Linked DNA regions of Callithrix jacchus: region 2 is linked to region 1. Evidence: chromatin contacts called from public Hi-C data. All regions are on one chromosome and are shown on one strand. Each heading gives the region's core, a stretch centred on a gene start, on an enhancer-like site or on the middle of the called end of the contact. The rest is flanking DNA. Distances are from core to core; before and after follow the strand shown.

Region 1 (7,068 bases), core at 3,087-5,586:
GGTGGGTTTTTGCCATGTTGGCCAGGCTGGTCTTCAACTTCTGACCTCACATCATGTGCCCACCTCAGCTTCCCAAAGTGCTGGGATTACAGGTGTGAGCCACGGCGCCCCTCCTAGTTCTTTATAACTGAATACATTTATTTATTGAAAAACTTTCCTAGTAATGTTTTTCTCATTTTGCCATGAAAACATTGCTGTATACCATCAGCATGGTCTGTGGACTGTGACTGGAGAACCACTGATTCGAGGAATGGGCAGAGGAAGGGAGGCCAGCAAAAGAGACCAGGAGGCATGATTCCAGAGCCAGGAGGAAAACCAGGAAAGTGTGATCATGGAGGCCAAAAGAGGGGAGAGTTTCAGAAATGAGGACTTGGCCAATGGTCTGTTTTGCCACCCAGAATTCAAAGAGGTAATCAAATTTGGCGATTCGCAGGTTATGGGTGACCTTTGGCAGAGCCCCTTCACTGAGATAATGGGACTGGGACCAATCTGCAGTTGGTTGAGGTGTGAATGGGAAGGCAGGAAAAGTTGAAGTCTAGCATGTAGACTACTTTCAACAAATTTGAGAGTGAGAGAAAGAGAAAAGAGAGAGGAAAGGAGGAAGGGAGAAAAACAGATTGAGAGGGAAAGAGCAAGTTAGGGGAGCAAGAGAACACACAGTGGACGGGGAGTTCTTGTTTTTTTTGGAGTACAGAGACAAGCATTTTATAATCAGAAGAGAAAGAGCTGATATAGGGAAGCTGAACTTTCCTGAAGACAAGAAGCATAACAAATGGTTGGAGGAAGGGCCCAGGAAGGAGGTGGATGAGGCCAAGGCCCAGGCAGAGGGATTAGCCTTTAACTAGAGGGGCACCTTGTCCCCTGAGAAGAGAGGGCTGGAGGGGAAGGAAGTTGGAAAGACAGGCCAAGTTTGAGGGAGGAGGGGGCAGAGAGCACTGAGGTAATTCACGCTTGAAGGCCTCTGTTTTCTCAGGGAAGTAGAAGGAGAGGTTATTCTGTGCAGAGAGAGGGGAGGAGCAGGAACATGGTAAGGAGCTGAAGGAAGTTTGGAATGTAGCCAAGCTGAATGTGGAGGCTGCAGCTAGGGCCTTGACAAGGGAACATGCTCAGAGATGACTGAGGGGTGCCAGCAGGGCAGCTGAAATTCACTGAGTCTGCCTTCTCCCTGCGGGTCTTGTCTCACTCACTAAGCTTGAGGCAGAGTCCACGGCACTTTCCTTTCTCGTCTCTCCCCTCGCTAGGCAATGCTAGCCCAGTTTGGCCCAGAGGAGTCACCCAGTACTCTCAGAAAGGTCTAGAAAAGCAATCACTGGCAAAACCCAGAAGCACTATAGGGCTGTTACAGGGAACGGAGGTAAGATCTTAACTGTTCTGATAGGAAGTTCTCCATCTTGGTTGATCCAGACCTTTCCTGTTACGCTGCTGACCGATTTACTCCTGTTTTGTGTTAAGTGAAAAGGAGAACAGCTAGCTTTTGCCCAGCAACACTTGCAGGCCTTAAATCTTACATACAGGCCAGGAAAAAGCTAACAAGAGGAGCCAGCGGCTTCATGTCCCACAAGCTAAATGAGGCCAAGGCAATTCCTAGGAGGTAGCAAGACAGAACCATTGCATAGGAAGGACAAAGCTGTGGAAACAGGACTGAAGGCTCCCTGGGCTCCAGGAGAGCATGCTGGGAGCTGCGTGTAAGCGGAACCCTGAGGACTGCTGCTCAGGGGAGTGAAGGGACTGGACAGCTCCTAATGTGAAGGGGGTGACTGAAGGAACACAAGTTGAAGGTGGGAGGTGGCATGATGGGTGGCATGGTTGAGTCTGGTCGGACGTGAGCCCCAAGCTCCCCAAGAGGAGCCTCTTAACCCTCTCCTTCCTTCCTTCTGCCTATTCTCAGAGGCCACTTAGAGGTGGAAAAGATCCTAGAGTGTGACAACAGGTGTTGTGCTTCTTTCTCCTTTGCATGCCATCTCCTTCCAGCCCAGTCTTTTCAGCCTGGTGCCTTCTCTCAGCCGCACTCCTCCTTTCAGCCAATGATGCAGTCAGTATAAGCAAATGCTCAGCTCATGAAGGTAAACTTAGCAAGAACTCTCAGCGACTGATAGGTGCTCCAGCTCCCCAACAACCCTCTCTTTCCCCACAAGATTTCCCTCTTCAGGACCCAGGATCCAGCTTGCCCTTAGAAAATTCAGGGACAGAGAGCTCACTCCAGCCCAAGGCAGCACATTCCACTGAACTCATTTCACCTCATATAATAAACCTCTGTTTATTGAGGGCTGGGACTGTGCCAGGCCCTTGGGTTAGGTGGTGACTGAGCCGTTAGAAAGTTTTCCTTTGATTGAGCCAAAATGTGTCTCTCTGTAGCTTCCAGCTATGGACCTCAGCCCTGCCCTTTGAAGTCACCCAGAACAAGTGTAATCTCATTGCAGTCTAATCCTCAGGTATTTGAAAATATCTATCATTTCCCCCAGCTTTCTGTCCTCTATGGATAAACATTTCTTTCTTGGTTTATTTTTATTTTTAGCGCCTTTCCTTTTTATTGCTCAAATAATATCAGTTCATTGTGGAACTTCTTAGAAAATTCAGAAAAACATAAAGTAAAAATCCATCCTACTGTTACTCCCAGAAGTGACAACCCTAGCACTGTTTCTAATCACCAGTCTTATTTTTCTCTGCACGCTGTCCATTCTACGCTTCTTTCTTATCAAATGGGATCATCTTGTAAGTATGATTTTAGAGGCTTATTTTGTTTTCACTCACCATATTGAGAAATATGGTAACTTTTCCCTCATTCTTCTACCATGCCAATTTTAATATGAAATTCTGTAACTGCCCAATGATTTATCTAAGCAGCTTTAAAAAGTGAGACATTTAGGTTGTTTTCAATTTTCCTTTGCTGAAAAGAACACAGTGGGACTAGGATTGGAAGTGGGGTGAAGATGGGGGCTAACGATGTTTAGCTTCTTGAACATCCAAGAAGCTAAATCTGTGCTGGGGCTGGACACTGAGGTCAGAAGGAATATTTTTGAGACCTCTGAAGCATAAGGTCCCTGCCAGTAGGTGAACAGAGAAACAAGGAGCCCTTAAATTAGTCATGTTATTTTACCATTTGATTTTTTTTTTCATTTTCTGTGTTGTAAAAATTATGCTTCCCAGAACATGATTGTGAGCACCTGCTTGATATTCAGCTGCAAGGATTTACCCTAATTAATGTTACCGGTTTCCTATTACTGGATGTGGTGGTTGTTTCTAATTATTGACCATTACAAACCAGACTGTGATAAACATCCAAGAAGCTAAATCTGTGCTGGGGCTGGACCCTGAGGTCAGAAGGAGTATTTTCGAGACCTCTGAAGCATAAGGTCCCTGCCAGTAGTTGTAACTAGAAGCTTTCTGGCAAAGGCCCAGAAGCCTGGCTAAGGCCAAGGACTCTGCTCTGGGCTTGCCCAGGTTCAGTACCCATTCATGTAGCCCCCATCAAAGAGGCCGGCAGGGTTCTATGGGACCACTGGGCCAGCACCCTTATCTCTCACGTGAGGGAACTGAAGCCTGGGGCTGGGGCTTGTCCCTCAGCACCTCTGCATCAGGCAGAACTTTGCCTCTCTGCAGCACCCTGGCTCTTGAACTGGAAGCTGAGCTCTGAGGTTTGGAATGTGACCCAGAGGTCCTGTGAAATCCTGCCTGCTCTCTTTCACTAGACCACTTACTGTTGAGGCTGGAGGGGACACTTTGGCAAATGAACTGCTCGGTAAGGGTCTGGCTGAGGGGCACTGAAAGAACACTTGAGGTTTACCCTTCAGGCAACTGGGCTTGCTCTACCCAGAACACCTTTTTTGTCCCTAACCCAGATGATGTGCTTAATGGCAGTCACCCTATATTCGGATCCACCTGGCAAGTCTATTTGAGGTTAAGCTGAAATAACAACTGAGTCCCTCATTCTCCTTAAAGGGGTCAGCTGTCTCTTCTTGCCAGGAATGGGTTTTGTTAAAGGCCTGTCTATTCACCCTTCTGTCCCTGACAGCTCTGTGGTTTCAGAGTGCTAATGAGCTCCTCTCCTTCCCGTCTCAGGCCTTGCTACTGCCTGGGGAATTCACACAAATGGTGTGCGATTTGCCTCTTCTGTGTTTTCCTTTCTGACTTGGAGGCAAAGCAAATCCCTCACCTCCCACCGACACCATGTTTATTCAACTGGGAGAGATTTCACACCCAGGAACCCAGCTCTCCCTCCCTGAGCCCCTTCCCTAAATCCTCATCTCACTTGCAAGTCCTCCCACCCCTGTTCTCCCGGAATAATTTATAAGACCAGGCAGGGCTTATATAAGGGTCTCCTAGGAAAGGCCAAGAGAGTGCAGAAGTTTCTGGGAAACAGAAGACCCCACAGCCCGACTGGCTTTGGTCACCTAAGAATGGACTCTCCTGCCTGTGCTGCTTTCGCCACCCCCGTTCCAGCCCTGGCCCTGGCCCTAGCTTCGGCCCCAGCACAAGCCCCACTGGCACTCCCTGGCCTGCTAAGCCCATCTCCTCTTCTCTCCTCTGGACAAGAAGTAGACAAGAGTGAAAGGTAAGTGGAGCTTGGCCTTTGGCAACCTGAACTTAGGCTTGAGGGCTTCCTGAGAGAGGAAGAAAAATGAATTGTTCAGGGCACTCCATTCTCTATGAGGGGGAAAAGCAATGGCCTCATAGCGCTTCCTTCACATCTCTAGCTGGAATATCTCATCTGGCTTTTCACCTCACTAATCCCGCTGGGTGGGAAGAGGAGACTTGGGGACAGTGAATATTGCCAAAGCTGAAGGCCAAGCAGCCAGGTCCCCATAGGCCAGGTGGCTGAGTACCCTGAGGGGAACGAGACTGCCATGAAACCTGGGCTTAACAAAATCTAGACTGTGGGGGTGGGGAGTGTGGGGAAAGAGGACCAAAGTCTAAAGAGGCCCTTGACTGGGAGATTGCCTTTTTCCTGACCATGCCATCAAATTTTCCATTTGCTTTTTTCCTACCTCTGCAAGTCCAGTGGGGACGCATTGGGCCCAGGAATATTTCTGGTCCTTTTCCTAAGCCCAGGAAGATGGTAAGACTCTGAGCTCTACTTCTTGGAGCAGGAAGTAGGAGGCAAGATATTTTCCACCTAACCCCCATTCATTTCTCCAAACATTCAGCCTTCAACAAACATTTACTGAAACAGCTACTGTGTACCAGACATTGTGCTGGGTGTTGAGGAATCAGATATGATTGAACATGTCTTTGAGCTTAAGAAGCCCAAAGACAAGTAAATAGACAATTATAAAACAGCATGATAAGAGAAATAATAACATTACTGAAGCCGAGAGGAGGGGCATCTGTCCTGGCCCGGGCTCAGGAGCCTTAGGAAAGGCTTCCTGGAGCAGATGGCACCTGAGCCAAGCTTTTGGGAGGCCTCTTGTTATCTCAGGGAGCCCATATTTCAGTCTCTTCCTCTACCGATTGATCTCTCCTCTTGTCCCAGAGGAGCTTGTCTCTGGAGGCCCTGGCTGTCCTCCACAAATGACTCCCTAAAGCAGATGAGGAAGCTGGTGGATTTGGTGAGTTTGAGCCCTTGTGACGCATGTTCACATGCAGCCACATGCATTCACACTGACCATGTCACTTCCCAGAGATGCCCCTGACCTCAGTCCTGGGCTATAGATTTGAGATAGCATCCTCACAGTTTTGCCAATATTTGATTTCAACAGAGAGCAGATCCAAGTTTTCTGTGGCAATTGGAAAGATGAGGAGGCCACGGTTCAGAGTGGGCCAGGGATCTGAGCAGGCCCCACAGCCACTGTGAGGCAGTGCTGGTGCTCGAGGCCTGGTCTCCTGGTACCTTGCTCCAGTGTTCTCCCACCCGCAACCATCTCCCTGAATCTTTGCTGCTCTAGTAGAACTCTGTCCCCTGGACAGCCTCCAAACAGGTGTTGGAACAGAGGCAAGGAAGCAAACAACACCCAGGACTCTGTTTACCTGTTTTTCAAACAGAACCAAGAGAGACCCCTTGTTGAGGGGTGGGTGTAGGGGGTCGCTGGGTCCCAGAGATGTCTAAGGTCTTTTCTAGATCATCTTACCCGCAGCTTTCTGACCTCTGGTACAGAGGAGCAAGTTATCTAGCCATGTACTTTGAACCACATGCTAGCTCTTGCTTTGGACAGGCTGCTAGTGGGACAACAGCTGCTGAGGTCACCAAGGCTGAATCCAAGTTCCATCACCCTGTCAGGTAAGCTTCTGGCACCAAGCTCCAAACTTGACATAGATCCATTAGCTCTTTGAGTCTTCAAAAAAGTCTTGTGAAGCAGGAGAAGGGAGGGACTGCTGGTTTATGATCACTGTTTCATAGAAGAGAAACTGGAGCCCAGAGAGTTTAAGGGACTTGGCCAAGGCTGTCTTTCCTGGAGGCAATATCAATGACACCCAAGAATGATCCCCCATGGATGGGTCAGTGAAATAATCCTCAGTAGAAGGATATGGGGACCACAGGGCTGGAAAATTCTTGGCTAGAAGCCTGCTGGGGTAGATAGGGGGTGTGGTCAGAGCCACAATTGACAGATGCTGTGACTGGGTCCCCCACCCACCACTACAGGCCCACAGGGGGTTATCTTCCTGTGTGGGGCCATTTTGTAGCAATGCAGAAGGTTCTGTTACAAAGCTCTCTTTCTTCCTTTCCCTCTGACCTCATTTTTGAAGCGAAGAGAAGGGATTTAGAGGCCAGCTTCTTTATTGGCCCTACTGGCCCTTCTGCACATATGAGACTTGTCTAAGTTAGGGGCCATGTTTCTTCTCTGTCCACAGGCTCTTCTGGCCTAAATCTCACTCCTTTGACTATCTGTACAGTGCTGGGGAGACTTTATTGCAGAACTTTCCTGTCCAGGCAACCATCAACCTATATGAGGACTCAGACAGCGAAGAAGAAGAAGAGGATGAAGAAAAGGAGGATGAAGAAGAGGAGGAGAAGTAGGAGGATGATGAAAAGGAGCCAGAAGGGTGTGTGAGGGTTCCAGGGTCCATATCTTGCAGCGCCACAGCTCATTCCTCTTCCCCACCCCTGGCCTATCCAAATGGAGGCAGCCAGAG
Region 2 (7,068 bases), core at 3,201-5,700, 53 kb before region 1:
GAGCTTAGAGGTTGCAAGGCTAGAACAACCTGGAGCTAGGAGATAGGAAGCTGTAGGTCCAAAAATGTGTACAAACTTTCTTTGTTTAAACAGGGTTTTAAAAAAGAAGAGAGCAGGCTATGCGCAATGCCTTACGCCTGTAATCCCAGCACTTTGGGAGGCTGAGGTGGGCGGATCACAAGGTCAGGAGATCATGAACATTCTGGCCAACATGGTGAAACCCGGTCTCTACTAAAATACAATAAATTAGCTGGGTGTAGTGGTGCATGCCTGTAGTCCCAGCTCCTCAGGAGGCTGAGGCAGGGGAATTGCTTGAATCCAGGAGGCAGAGGTTGCAGCAAGCAGAGATTGGACCACTGCACTCCAGCCTGGCAACAGAGCAAGTCTTCGTCTCAAAAAAATAAAAAATAAAAGAAGAGGGCATTGTATTTCAGTGGTAGAATTATGAGTGCCTTTTATTTTCTTCTGTATATCTTTCTGTGTTTTCTAGTTTTTAATAATGAGCTTATATTACTTTTATATTTAGAAAAAAGCACAATTTAAAGCCAGGTGCAGTGGCTCACACCTGTAATCCCAGCACTTTGGGAGGCTGAGATAGGCAGATTGCTTGATCTCAGGAGTTCGAGACCAGCCTGGGCAACATGGTGAAACCCTGTCTCTAAAACCCTGTCTCTACCAAAAGTACAAGACTTAGCCAAAGGTGGTGGCTCATGCCTGTAGTCCCAGCTACCTGGGAGGCTGAGGTGGGAGGATTGCTTGAGCCTAGAAGGCAGAGGTTGCAATGAACTGAAATTGCAACACTGTACTCCAGCCTGAGCAGCAGAGAGAGACCCTGTCTAAAAAAAAAAAAAAAAAAAAAAGAAAGAAAGAAAGAAAAGAAAGAAAAAAGCACAATTAAAGATGATAAGGAAATTATTGAACAAAGACATAAGAGGACCACACCACTCTATTGAACTATCTAGTATAAGAGCAGTATAAATGTAACATACATAAAACTCAGGCTAAATTTCATGTTAGTGAAATTGGCTGAGGTGCCCCTCTTCTTGCTTTGTGTGTCTTTTCTCTTGCCTTCTCCATTCTCACTCCAGCCTGTCTTTCACACCTTAGGTACTGACTTCTGTCATATAAGGGCCACCTTCTTTCTCAGAGAAACACATTCTCTCTAAAGTGTAGGTAACTGAGGGGAATGGGAGTGGTGTATGCATTTTAAGAGTTGATCTCTGGAAGAGTTTTATCTTAATAATTTAATCCCATTGTCTGGAGCCACCATTTCTAGATATGAAGTTTAATCACATTTATATTACCTTTTAAGATTTACTTTAGGAATATTAACTTAGTAAAATTTTCATTGACATATTATAAGCAAAGGTTTTTTGAGAGGGAAATAAGGAATAGGGAGTCTCTGCAGGGAAATTGGGGAGATGTATTAATGGCAATGCTTCCATGACTCTCATAAATGCATTTTAAGCCTGTTACATGATTGGACAGAGGCAAAGAAAATGATTCTGTGGGTTTTATTTCTTGGTAATATAGTAATAAACAAATTTTCAAATTAATAAATTTTAGAGTAGTTTTTGCTTGGAACAGAGATACCAGGATAAATATTATTAAAATTTTTTTCAGTAGCTTTTGGGGTACAAGTGGTTTTTGGTTATAGGATAAGTATTATTGACCTCCATAAATAATAGTAGCTCACCATGTTAATACTTGCTACTTGCTATAGTTCTATCATTTTATCTGTGAAGTTAAAAATATATACATTTTGGGCACCAAGATGATAACATTCCTAACACATTTCATATATAAAATTAGGTTATTTCTGTTTTAGGCTGCACCCTTCTAATGTAAGAGAAAGCACGGAGCTAAGATATACATAGTCACACTTTCATTTTTGTTTATTCAGGAAGGTCCCTGACCAGACATGGGTTCAGTGTGATGAGTGTCTTAAATGGAGGAAGCTTCCTGGCAAGATTGATCCATCCATGTTACCTGCAAGATGGTTTTGTTATTATAATTCTCATCCAAAGTACAGGTAAGGTTCGAGGACTCAATCTTATGCTCAAAGTAACTCCTGATGTACCTCTATAGTCTAAAACATTTTTCATGTCAGGTTCACACCACCCTTTAGCCTGGGACTCAAGGCCTTGTGCCACCTGACCCTACCTTACCTATCTAGCCTTGCATTTCATTGTATTTTAACACACGCTCCATACTTGAGCCAGGCCTGTGGCTTCACTATTCCCTACACATGAAATTCTTACTCTCACTTCCGTGACTTTGATAGTGTCATTCTTCTTGCTTGCAGTGGCTGCATTCCATCTGTCTGTCCTAATCACATCCATCTGGGAAGCAAGTCTTTTGTGTGATGCTTTTCCTGTTGACCATAGTTTACAGTGATTTTACTCTGACTTCCTCTGGTATTTGATTGTTGACATTTGTTCACATATTGTTTTGTACTTTTTGGATGTTTTTTATGTATGTATGTTTTGGCTCTTGAAGAGATTGTACACTCTTCGAGAACAAGGGCTTACATTCCAGGTCAAGTTGATGATTTTCTTTATACGCTTCATATTCGGAATCAATGTTATACAGTAGTACCTGTACCTATTGTATATTCAGCGCTGTTTGTGTGTTTGTCTTCCTAATATACCATATGTTCCTTGCAGCATCCAACATCTGCGTAGTGTCTGGCATATCTGTGAGCATTAACTTCAATTTAAAAGTTTTTAAAAATTTGACTCAGTAGTTAAATAGGTTCGTAATAATAAGTCATTGTGCTTCAATTCAGCTGTGACTTTCTGAAAGTCCATTTTGCAGGATAAATACTGATGACTGATAGAAAGAAAAGTGCTAAAATAGGTAAAAATGTCTGAAATTGAAGAAGTTAAATGAACAAAGATTAGGTCTATAAATATAAGCATTTCCTCAGTCTCTAGATATGCCTAAGTATCTTTCCATGGAGAGTAAATGAGATTGTGTAATTAGAATATGGAGCTGAGTACTTAGAAGTCTCGTATTTGAATACTTTATCTTTTAGTACAGGATACATAATCTTCCAGGCCACTTTACCCCTTTATAAACTGGGTATAATATAGTTGCCAATTACTGTTAAGTTTTATTTATTTGTTTCTAGGATTACTTTTGACAACTGAATGCATTTTCTAGTACTCCTTTCAGTTTTTAATCTTAAAGTTCTCTTTCTCATGCCTTAAATATAACAAGGTTTTATAATTTGAATGGGGTCTGAACTTTATAATGTTAGAGGGTTGTTAACCTGCATAGTTGTAAGGAAAGTAAAAGGTAAAAGTGAAGGACACATTTTGCTTCCAAAGGATGATTTCTTCTCTATACTGCAGGAGGTGCTCTGTTCCAGAGGAACAAGAACTCAATGATGAAGACCTGTACTTGAGCAAAGCTAAGAAACAGTTGAGTATACATGATATGGTGTTCTCTATCTTAGGGTAGAGGAGCCTGACACTTCCTAATAGGACACGGGAGTTTTGAGAAGACAGAAATTTTTTTGGGTCTTAAAAAATAATTTCCCTCCTCACCTCACTGCTCTCTCAGTTCTTTATTCCTCCTAACCATCTCTTGAATGTCTCAACTAGTGATTGTCTTTAGTCTCTCTCTCTCTCTCTCTCTCTCTCTCTCTCTCTCTCTCTCTCTCTCTCTCTCTCTCTCTCTCTCGGCACTTGAAATCTCACTTCAGTAGCTTAGTTCAGAAAGGCACCCTCAGTTACTCAATGAGACTCACACTATTTGTAATTTGGAAGGAACATTATAACCTAAATCTACAATTAACAGTCCATTTCAAACTGAGAAGTTTCATGAGTAAACTAAATAGCACTTTTGTCTTCTCCTAGAGAGCAAACTGTTGAGAAGAAGAAGATGCCTGTAGAAAATGAGAACCACCAGGTGAGCGGCAGTGCACACCCTTACCTTTCTCACATGACATTTTCCCCAACAGAGGCTATAAGTTAAAGGAAGCAGCAATCTCGAAAGCTGCATAGAAATAAACCATTTCTTTTAGTGGTCTTCTTTTCATTGGATCTTTTGGTTTTGCTTTGCTCTGCTGTCACTGATGTTTAGATCACCAAAAATAGAAGAGTCAAATCATTTATTTGCCAAATTTGGATTCAGTACTGACTCTGGACAGTGTGAATGTCACATTTAGTGTCACAGAATATTCAGCGTTGTGTTCCATCCTCATACAGGCTTCTCCTGTTAAATGTCTGGTTTTCCTGTCTCTTTTCTTCCAGGATTCAGGGGTGATTGCTTCCTCCTTCCTCTTGGGAAGAAAGGGTGGTTCTTTGTACTCCTTCCTGATCCCTGCTTTCAGGCTGGCTGGCTTTATAAAGACTCTGCTGTTTTGAATTTTCAGGAGCACTGTCTCTCGGACATGGTTGCCCAGCTCCGGACGCTGAAGGGTGCAATAAGGTTGGCCGTCCTTTCAGGGACACTCCTTTCCTGACAGCCACCATAGCACCCATATATCTTCCCCTCCCAACCTTGCCTTTCTGCATGATTTCCCTCTTGACCCTCTTTCCCAGAGAGATCTGCTAGTCGCATGTTAGATTCACCTTCCAACCACTCAATCAGGGTAGGTCAGACTGGTGAGGATAGAGGCAATTTAATACTAATTCTTCTTCTGATATCCTGCCAAGACCCAGGCATATGAATAATCAGGTTTCATACCCTAATGTCTTGGTTTAATAGTCTGATGTAGAGACTGGGAGATTTCCTAGGACTGCCCTGTTCTCATTCAGTTTACCTCCCCTATATATTCCCTCACCGTAATCATTCATACTATTTTCATGAGCTGGCTCTCCCACAAGATCCAGATGCATGTCCATGTGTATGTACTGTGAATATATGTTAGTCTGTCGCATGCATTTCTCCCAAACTGGCACAGACACTTGCTGCAGTGCATTTTCCCACCATCCCTACCCTCATCACACATCTCAGAGGAGTGAAAACTCAGCCTTAAACTGAGTCACAAAAGAGAATTAGACAATGATTAGGGGGTCTGGGTTTATGTTGGGGGTGGGATAATTCTAGGAGCCAATAAGTAAGTTGGGGGAGGTCTGTTTGGTGTCCAGCTGATGAGGTTGATAACTGAATATGCCTAGTGTACATTATGGTGCACTGTTTGTTTTGTGTAGAAAACGGTTTCTTTTTTTTTGGCCAAGCATTCTTTCCTAGCATCAAAAGGATTGACTCATCCTTTGGCATTTGGTTTGAATTTGGTATTTTTACAAATCATTTCTTTCTTTTCTAGGTATGTAGTAATCCACCAAAGAACCTTACTGTTCAAGAAATGGCTGGATTGAATAACAAGACCACTGGATATGAGGGAATTCATAGCCCTAGTGTGCTTCCATCTGGTGGAGAAGAAAGCAGATCACCTTCTCTTCAACTTAAGCCTCTGGATTCCAGTGTTCTTCAGTATTCCAGGTAACTAAAAAGCCTGATTTCTTGTCAATAATAAGGCTTAGGGTCTGTTTTCCTCTAGAGTAAGTTGGTATGTTTTACCCTGTTTCTGTTTTTTCTAAGGCGTAGCATGGAATTCAGAAGTAGAAACACAATTTTCAGTTGATATTATAGTATGTTGCTTGTATCTCCAGTTTTTCAGTATTATAACTGCTGTGTCAGGTATATAATTTTGAGGTGATCATTTGCTGATACTCATTTTGTGTACCATGTATTCACATTATATTGGGAATTCTGTAAGCGTAATAATAGACAATATTTGAAACGTATAAAATACTATACAAATAAGGTAATGTTATATCAATAAGCATTGCTCCTTTTCTTCAGTGTATGGATATTGAAGTTTTCTGGGGCCTCATAGGCCTAGCATATGTTGGCCACATATAAAAATAACTATTAGATATTTGTGCCATTAGGTAAGCCTTATCATTTGTTGTTTCCTAGAATAAATTACTTTAAGTTTAGTCTTGGACTTTCCTTGTTCACCTTCTAGCACCTCATCAGTGTTATTTTGTGTTTTCCTAACAAGGAGTATAACTTCTTTTTCTTACATATCAGGAGTATCTGAAGCACTGAAGGATATGACTGGGACTGAATTCAGTACTCCTAATTATGACTCCTTGCTTTCTCCTCTTTATTCTGCTTCTCACTTTTGCAGGATCAAGCCATATAGGGCAGTCACAGAGTTGCTCTCTAATAGTAGAAATGTCTGTGTTCATCAGTAATGTGACTATAATATGGTGGGATGTGAACGTTTTAGTGACTATTTTCAGTTTGGTTGTCTTCTTAACATATTGTAGAACAGTCAGTGGAATACATAATAGGATAAAGTGACTCCTGGTTTGTTGGTTTTTCTCTGTGTTTCTGAGTTCAAAACCAGCCTGAACAATATAGCGAAATCTCGTCTCTTAAAACAACAACAACAAGCCAGAACAATGCCTTGGAATATAGTAGATACTGATTAAGTAATGGTTGAATCCGAGTCATATTTAAGAAGCAATTTCCAAGATTGAATTTTGTAGCAGTGGGATAAGAAATAGATTCCAGCCTTAGTTTCTGTAGTTTGAACCTAATTATACTGTTTCCATGTATACTTTTCCAACTCCCAATTTAGATTGGGAGGAGCGCACTGTAAATGCTAAGTGTTTTTGAAGCACATTATTACCTTTCTACCCTGGTCTTCTGGAGATGTTCATATATCACCATTGCTGCTGCAGTGTCAGGTGTCTTTGCTTTTGAAGACTATTTTTTCTTTACTATGACCACTTTTCCTTTTTAATTTCAGTGTTTCTTTTGTAACTCTGTAGTGTTTTTGATAACCTCAAGGGGATTACAAATGCTAATTTATAGTTATTTTATGAATGCAGTACAATAGAACTTCCATTGGGTGGCATACTTCATCAATCTTTATTGGAATTTTTTAATGAGTCTTTATGGATTGCTACATCGCGAGTGAGGTTTTGGCTGTAGAGGATAGGTAAAGTGCTTTGACTATTCATGTGTAATTTTAACTTAATGAGAATGAAATTCTTTCAAGAGAAAGAGATACATAAGAGGTATGTGATAGTTGCTGTTGCT

Evidence for each region. Hi-C and Micro-C count contacts between places; a contact is called where the count stands out from the background.
Region 2: a Hi-C map of skeletal muscle shows a contact between it and region 1, with 2.9 times the contacts expected there. The contact joins the enhancer-like site here to the promoter of RIPPLY1 in region 1. A contact is called at or near these places in 2 of 3 Hi-C or Micro-C datasets (both in skeletal muscle).

Annotation. Positions count from the first base shown.
Region 1 is chrX:103,471,714-103,478,781 of calJac240_pri, reverse strand. RIPPLY1 (ripply transcriptional repressor 1) reads left to right here and starts at 4,336. Exons shown (of 4, transcript XM_017968578.4): 1 at 4,336-4,552; 2 at 5,471-5,546; 3 at 6,150-6,214; 4 at 6,787-7,068. The coding sequence starts at 4,398. The coding sequence ends at 6,952.
Region 2 is chrX:103,525,118-103,532,185 of calJac240_pri, reverse strand. MORC4 (MORC family CW-type zinc finger 4) reads left to right here. Exons shown (of 16, transcript XM_054251537.2): 10 at 1,904-2,032; 11 at 3,357-3,425; 12 at 3,864-3,915; 13 at 5,279-5,454. Among named protein-coding and RNA genes, the nearest start is that of CLDN2, 28 kb to the right of the region's middle. Within about 2 kb of position 4,450, at least 1 of the 16 cell types and tissues checked has an H3K27ac peak or open chromatin away from gene starts, as enhancers often do. A contact at or near this core is called in skeletal muscle, where this site is marked.